Linked DNA regions of Zea mays: region 2 is linked to region 1. A link is a contact called in public Hi-C data. All regions are on one chromosome and are shown on one strand. The core of a region is the stretch at or near the end of the contact, and the rest is flanking DNA. Distances in the headings are between cores, read along the strand shown. Region 1 holds the start of LOC103637831 (beta-1,3-galactosyltransferase GALT1). Region 2 has its middle 32 kb from the start of LOC542497.

The links. A called contact is a pair of places that touch in the nucleus more often than the background predicts.
Region 2: a contact with region 1 is called in a Hi-C map of ear, with 1.5 times the contacts expected there. The contact joins the enhancer-like site here to the promoter of LOC103637831 in region 1. A contact is called at or near these places in 2 of 25 Hi-C or Micro-C datasets (ear and leaf).

What each region holds. Positions count from the first base shown.
Region 1 is chr9:5,628,424-5,632,530 of Zm-B73-REFERENCE-NAM-5.0, forward strand. It overlaps LOC103637831 (beta-1,3-galactosyltransferase GALT1), which reads right to left and starts at 2,061. Exons shown (of 8, transcript XM_008660869.3): 1 at 1,471-2,061.
Region 2 is chr9:5,823,384-5,827,490 of Zm-B73-REFERENCE-NAM-5.0, forward strand. No RefSeq gene overlaps it. Among protein-coding and RNA genes, the nearest start is that of LOC542497, 32 kb to the left of the region's middle. Within about 2 kb of position 2,293, at least 16 of the 20 cell types and tissues checked have an H3K27ac peak or open chromatin away from gene starts, as enhancers often do. A contact at or near this core is called in ear and leaf, where this site is marked.

The sequences.
Region 1 (4,107 bases), core at 811-3,310:
TCTATCCCAGAATAAATAGATTACACTACACCTCTGAAATGTTCGTTGGATTATATCATTAATTCCGATATACAAGGCAAAAGGTTAGGCTCCAATCACATACTCCTATATGCATACTTGCTTTTGTGTATACTCCATCCATCCCAGACTACTAGAGTTGTCTTAAGTCAAAGTTTTTATACTTGGCTAGAATTTCTAGAAAAAACCATCAAAATTTATAACATCAAATTAATATCATTAGATAGAACATATTTTCATAATAAGCGCATTGATCACAGGGATTGAATTACTTGGGGACGGAGGGAGTATCAGAATCTGTAACTGATGGCAAACTCTCAAACCCCGCGGCTAGGGACTCCGCACTAAGCAATCATGCACTTCAATTTGAGTAAGAACTAAGAACAAATGTTACTAATGTTGGGAATAGTTCCACATTATGAGTTATGGATGGGCAAATATAGTTATATGGTTGAGGGTGTAACCCCTTAATGGACTAGCTTTTGGGGTGTTGCCAACAGACCTAAAACTCGTTGTTGTGCGTTCGGGTGTGTGTTGCGGCCCAGCAGCCAGGGTGTGTATGCGGGTGTGCCACGTGTGCAGGCGATCCAACATGTGTGTCGTGTGTCGGCGGTTTGATTTCAACAATTGGTATCGAAGCTCAGGTCGGCCTAGTGTATTTTTAAACAAATCTTGGATCACAATGCATGAGAAGAAGATTGTTAAAAATAGTCACACATTGCCAGTGGACAAGCATGGTTTATATTTATATGGTTGAGGATGCAACCATCTAATGGACTACCTTTTTAGATCAGTGCTAGCCCTAAAACCCGATGTTGTGCATTCGGTCGTGTGTGTCGTGGTCGACCGTGGTGTGTGTTTCCAACAACTACCTCTCGTCAGCAGGACTACAGCATTACCTCAGCATGTCAATCCATTACATGCTGAATCCAATTCTCGCTTTAAATGGGGAAGAGTCAAGGTTGACTATGAAACATCAAGAAATAACAGATACAACTGTTTGGGGAAAAACCAGTAGTAGTATCAAAACTATCACAAAATCATAAGGCGGGATCGCAGCTGCTAATAACCGAGTTCCATTTACAATATATTTGTAAGAGAGAGAAAAACGAGCACCATAGTGTTTACTTCGAACAAAAAGGTCACAAAATAGACAGCGCGAATCTAGCGTCATCGCACAAACCGCGCCGACAGTTTTCTTTTTGAATGCATTTTTAAAAAAAAAAATAACGAAAGAGCATCACTCAGAAACTTAGAAATGCGCAGATCACCAAAGCCCCAACGAAATCTGGCGCACGCCGACACGCGAAATCACGAACGAAGCAGGCGGCAAAGCACACGAGCACGCGAACACCCCAGATTTCGCAGGAAGTCTCGCCACATGACCGCACACCACCTCGCAGTGTGCATCTCGAAGCCCGCAAAGCACAGCCCAATGCCAGAATCACTCACCAGGAATCCGCCGCCACCCGGCAGCTGGGTCGCTTCGAACAGCCTCGCGGGGCGGGGGCACTCCTGAGTCCTGCCTAGCCTCACCAGCTCAGGCGCTGCCTGAGCCACGGAACAAGGCCTGAGGAAACCAGCGGGCCGGGAGCGAGCGACGAACAAGTCAGGTGAAGGCGGAGCATAGGAGCTCTGGGCGCAGGATGAGAGAAGTCGAAGGCGGTGCGAGCCTGTGAGGAGGATGGCTTCAGGACCACGCCACGGACCGACCGAACGCGAGCGGGCGAATAGGCGCCGTGCCGGTGTCGCGGGGCCGGACTCGCTCGGCCAGTCTCTTTTCTTTTCCCTGCCGTGGCGGAGAAGAGAAGAGTCGCGGTCGGGCTGCGATGTGCGAGGGTGGGTGTACTGGGTAGGTGGGTGGGTGGGCGGGCTGCCGTTGGGTTGGCCGGAGCAGCGGCCGCGCGATGTGGACTGGGATCTCGCTCCTTTGCTTGCTTCGGCGGTCGGCGCGTCTCGAGTCTCGACGGGGTCGGATTCTTGGCTTCTTTCTCGGTCGGGGAGCAGCGCCGGACGAGCTGAGAAAAGCGGCTTTGTGCAGTCATCAGCGCTAGGCACGCTGTGGGCTGAGGCCTATAGATGGAAAATAGAAATAGTTGTCTCGTATCTCACATTCATATGTACTTACACAGTTCCAATTTATAATTTATTTAACTTTTTTACCATAAGTTTGACCAACTCGTTATTCAAAAAAATTATAATTATTACAATTTTTACTGTGTATTGTTTACCATATAATATAATTTGGCTTTGAATTTTTCAGTTTTTCGTGAAAATTTTGAATAAGACGAGTCGGTCAAACATGATAAAAAAAAGTCAAACAAATTATAAATTAGGATAGAAGGATTACTAAAATGTGTATATAGATTTTAGTATCAAAGTTGTGTTTAGTACAGAATTCAATGATATATCTGAGTTCGTTTAACAAATTCGGATTTGGATTTGACTATCTAAATTTACGTCGGTTACTGATGTGAAATCGGATAATATCCATATTTGTAAGTCTTGTATGCGAGCCGGAAAAAATATTGTGCATCCCGGATGCAAATCGAGACGTTTGCAGCCCCTCACAACTTCATGAGGGCTTGTCCATTTTCATCTGAATCTATGTGGATTTGATGGGATTGAGTGGGTTTTAATTCATAGCAAGTCAAAATATTTACTAATCCCTTCTAATCTCGTCCAATCTACATGGGATAGAAATAAATGAACAAGGTCTAAATGGGTCCAACGAAGAAGTGCCTTGAAACGATGAGGATCAAGCTTGCAAATTCTGACTCCATCTGTTGGCCAGCTCCGCACGCTTTGGCTCACGATGCAGCCGGGCAACACACACCTAAAGGCACAGGATGCAGGGGACCCAGTCGCCTCCTCGCCGGGCAACACACACCTTGATTCACTCGCACCTCTATCCGGCGGCTCCGAAATTGTAGAGGTGGTGGCTTCAGGAGATGTGGTCGACAAAGGCGAAAGATGAGGAGGATACATATGGATTAGGTGGCGGCGGTACAGGGGATGAAGGTCGATGATCGAGATTGGGACTGGTGGTCGTGGTGACCAATGGGATCGGTTGGGATTCTCGGCGGTGGCTACAGGGACTAGTGGCGACGATGCCCGATTTGAGAGTGGTGGTTGGCGAGATTGGGACTGTTGTGTCCGTCGCCTGTTTCTTCCATAAGAGCTACAATGCCAATAGGTGAAGTCGCGGTTGCTCATCAAACGAAGCCACACGATGGAGAATGAAAAGATGTAGCCGAAATGCTGGAGCTGAAAGCAGTGGAGCCATATGGTTGGGCATCTTTGTTGGACCCACTCGGAAGGTTGTGAGAGGTTGTGAGGGGCTATTTCTTTGCCGAGTGTTACACTCGGCAAAGTGACCAGAATACCCCTTTTGCTGAGAGGCTATTTAGAAGGTTGTGAGAGGCTATTTCTATTGGCACATTTGCTGCACGGGCATAGGACTAGACTCGCTCCTTTAGCAGCTTCGTCAAATGCCTGTTCCACGAAAGAATCAGTCTTTCTAATCCATTCAGGGGTGACATCATTCCTTCCTACACGGCCTGTGTACATCCACTCACGGTCCTCCATTCTCTAACATATATAACCGATTATAGTTTAATATAAACATGTAATGCATGTACACTACGTTCCTACCTTCTAATAGGTGAGGATAGGTCATAATCCCACCCGCAGTTGCGTAGTTGGGGTTAGTTTACATGCTTTACTCTGATCTGAGATAGAGTTTCGACAACACCATCCCGCTGTTCTCCGGATACACGTCCTGGCAGGGAGAGTGTAATGTCTGGAGAACAACAGGGAGGTGATGTCAAAATCCTGTCTCGGACCGGAGTAGAGCATGGAAACTGTTGGAGAGTAGATCTCCGGCCGGGTGGCGGAGTGCACCCGCCCTAAATCCTGAGATGAGGAGGGGCTTAGGCGTTTTGCTTGGTCGTTGGTATGAACGGAAAGAACGCAAGAACACACAAGGATTTAGAGTGGTTTGGGCCGCCGGAGCGTAATACCCTACTCCACTGTGAGATGTATTGCTTGTGAGTCTAAGGTGTGATCTAAGGTTGCGCGTGTGTGTAA
Region 2 (4,107 bases), core at 1,043-3,542, 200 kb after region 1:
TATAGATAGAATAGATCTATCAGTAGATCTAAGTATTATAGATCTAGAGAATTGTTTAGATCAGGTTTTAAATAACATAGATCTAGAGAATTGTTTAGATCAGGTTTTAAATAACCGGCTATAGTTTTCGCTATAGCGAGCAGGAAAAAGCTATGCACTATTGATTCATTTAGCCGCTATAGCCCGCTATATCCTGATATAGTCGGTTATTTACATTTTTGAGAATCACGCCGCTAAACCCCTTAACCCGCTATTAAATCCATGGTTTAGATATACAACAGCTAGCTTCACATTTACCCCTCTCCTTTGTTCGCACGTCTTCTTCGTCCGGAGTCCGAAGAAAAACCGGCGAGGAATTCCATGACAGACCTTCTTCGTGTTCTTCAGCCACCTCGCACATGCAGCGGACCCCGGCCCCCTCCATAGGACCCGCTTCGACCACACCCCATGCACCCCTCGCCCCTGCTGCGGAGCAGCGCCGCCGCGCCGGCTGGCTGGCAAGCCCTAGCCGGGCACCCCACCCCAGTCCACGCTGTCACGTCCATCCGGCTTGGTTCGAGAGCAGGCCGCCGTCGCGCCTGCAGGAGGCTGCCGCGGCCTCCCGTGGTGCCAGCCCCTGTCGCTGGCCCGTGGGGGCACAGGTGCGCCATGCGCTGCAGCCAGCCAACGGCAGCCTCATCAGCCGGTCGTCCTTCTCCCCACGGCCGAGGGCCTTTGCTGAGCTTAATCAGACATGATGGCACCAATGTGAGGTTACTTGGATCACGAGGCTTCGACCAAATTATGAGGATTTACGTTTGTTGGCTGTTACAATTGGACAGAACTTATGATTAGCTCTATTCCTTAGACGCAAATCAATTCAAGCTTGAGTATAGCCTTGGGCATCCTATGTTTTTTGATGGTACAAAGACCTACAGGACGTACAGGTATATTAAAACGACCGAAAGTTTTAAAAAGCCAGCGAGAATATACAAATGAAAAAAAGGGAGAATCATTTTCAGAGTTCTGTTCTCAAGTTGACCAGCGCCGATGACAGCATGAGCCTGCTATGTTGTTGCTATGCCAACACAGGACAGGAGCACCTGAAGCTTAGCTAAGGCCATGGACGCGGGCTCGCGGCGCACACCTGCCTGCCCCATGCGTCACCCACTCGTGTCCCCGGCACCCAATGCGCAGCGACGTCACGCACGGCGCCGGGCGCGTGCATGCCAAGGTGCACTAGTACAGAGAAGTTCTATAGTGGCGGTTGTAAACCTATTTATAGTGGCGTTTTTCGTAACCGCCAGTGAAAATCAAACATATTTTAAAAATAGTTAAAAAATTTATTTTTATTAGGCCCACCCACCCGGTATTTTTCGCAAGTCGCGGCATTTTTCGAGCAAAATTCGCGCGCTACGCGGTTGTTAGTATTCGAACCGTCGACCTCACCCTCGCGCGTACCCTCCCCTACCACTCCGTCTATGACATGTCTTGTGTCTAGTTTGTAGTTGTTTTCTCCACATATTACAACCATTTGAGTGTAAATTGCTTATTTGAGACCCTAAACGAATTCAAATAAAAAAGTTGTCAACTACAAAGATAAATAACTTTTGAAGTTCTACAACTTTTATTTTGACACTTTTTTCATCCGAGGTACTTTGCAAAATTTGAATTTTAAATTTGACATACTTAGATTCAATTTTTGAGAACCGAAATGAGTTCAAACAAAAAAGTTGTCAACTACAAAGTTTCATAACTTTTAGAGATCTACAACTTTTATTTTGGTGGTTTTGTCATACGAGGCCGTTTGAAAAACTCGAAAAATTAAGGATAAAAATGATTTCTAGTGGCGGTTCCTTAAGAAAACCGCCACTAGAAATCGTATTTCTAGTGGCGGTTCCTTAAGAAAACCGCCACTACAAATCATGGATTTCTACTGGCGGTTTTCTTAAGGAACCGCCAGTAGAAATACGATTTCTAGTGGCGGTTTTCTTAAGGAACCGTCACTAGAAATAACACAGTCGGTGGATAACCGAAACCGCCTGTAAAAATATATCGTCTCCGCAGGCTTTGAGCCTTTTTGTACTAGTGGTGGTGACGCCTCGGGGTCCCTTGATCGCTCTGGCGGCGTCCCCACGCCGCCGCGCGCCGCCGCGCACGTACGCACGAGCGCGGGGTGCGCGCGCCGGTTGGCATGGCAGCGTCACAGGCGGGCCGTGAAGGACGACAAACGAGAATGTATAGATCCATCCATCCACGATCCTTCGGGTCCATGCAGATCACGCGCGCCACCGACGAGTCCCTTTCCCTTGCTTCTCCTTTCAGACCGTCGTCAAAAGCTCGGCCACCACTAAGCTAGCCACAGTGAAACACATGCGCCGTGCCCATATATTATAGATGTCCAAACGGGCCACCCGGCACGGGCCCGACCCGAACCCGATTCGGCCCGGTCCAAATAGTGCCGGGCCAGGCACGACCCGTTAATAGATCGGGTCGGGCCGTGCCGGCCCACGTGCTCAGCTGTGTGCCCAAACACGGCACGTCCATGTCTAGATCGTGCCGGACCGGCCCGAAAACCCACCGTGCCTAACGGGCCGTGTCCAACACTGGCCCGCACTGTTTCGAGACCGGCGGCGTCAGCAGCAGGCGCTACTCCCTGCAGGCGTTCTGCTCGCCCGTGGTCATCGCCCTCTCTCCGCCGTCGTCTGCGCGGCCGTTCCAGAGCATGGCGTGCGACGTCGCCATCTCGTGAGGCAGCACGACATGCATGCATGGGGCCCGCGTGCCACTCGGATCGAATCACTAGCTAGCTAGTGTCTGTCTTTCGTGGAGGTGTGCAGTGCAGCCAGCCATGGTGCCTCGCTCTTCAATTTGTAGGTCGCGGTGGTGGTGACGGCTGCTGCGTGCTCTCTGCTGCGCAGCCACCAAATCAAGTCAGGCTAGAGCACTCGATCGACTGGTCGTGTACGTCGACTTTGTTTAGACTTCAGACGTGGCGACAGCGAAGAAGGTGGCAGCCGTGTACGTACGTACTTCTTGCCGCCGACAGTAACAGCCGGCGGCGTCGTCAACCTCGAGTGCAACCGCAGGGCTAGGCTGTCTGTGGCTGGCTTACGGGCCGCCACCGTGCCGGCCTGCAGCTCGTGCCGGGCCGGGCCATAGCACGCGGGCCTTCGTAGCCGTCCAAACCCGGCCCGCTTAACGGGCCGTGCCGACCCGAACCCGTTATTAACCGTGCCGGACCGTGCTTGGACCGGGCCAAAATCGTGCCGGGTCACGGACCAAACGGACGGCCCGTACTGTTTGGACATCTATACCGTATATAGACGCAGACCAAGCCGATGGAGACGACTGCACAGTACACGAGACCCGCTCGACCACACACGCACGGCACGCATAGCCGCTGCACTGTCTGCACACATTTTACGAAAAGGAAAACAAAAGGACGGAGTGATGGACGCGCACACACAGCACAAACGGAGGTCGAAGAGGCCATGCCTGTAGTCCAGCAGAGCAAAGGCGTACGTATGGTCTCAGCTGGTTTCGTCGAGTCGCCCTCACGTTTTCAGGTCAGTGCTGCTGCAGCGAGCGGAAAGCGGCTGCTACGGCGGCGGCGCCACCACCACCACCATGCGGGTCCTCCCCGCCCTCGCTCGCATTATGCATGACACACACATTGACACGGATTAAACACGAACAGTTGCCGTGACAACGAGATCGTCGTGTATACCAATGCAGTGTCGACGTTGCTGTGGTTGTTGGGTTTCTTTTCCTTTCTTTCTTTCTTTGTTTCGGATGGCGTTGTCGTCCATGATGCATGCTAGTCGAGTATGCTTTGTGGGGAAAAAAACTAGCAGCAGTGCTTCCGATAGTGATCTCGATCTCCTCGTAGTGCTTTTACGTGTGGTTATACTTGTAGTCGTGTTTGTGACGATTGTTGTGTGTAAAGAATATATTCTCGATCGTCCACGTATGCGTTTACTTTACCATTTTCCTGGTGTTTGAGAGAACTAGAGCTGTAGATATGCCGCTAGCTTGTGCGGTCAAAACATACAGGTCGATCACGTTGCCATGCATATATACAGTTTCACTGAATCCACCATTAATTAATTAAACTCAATGTGTGTT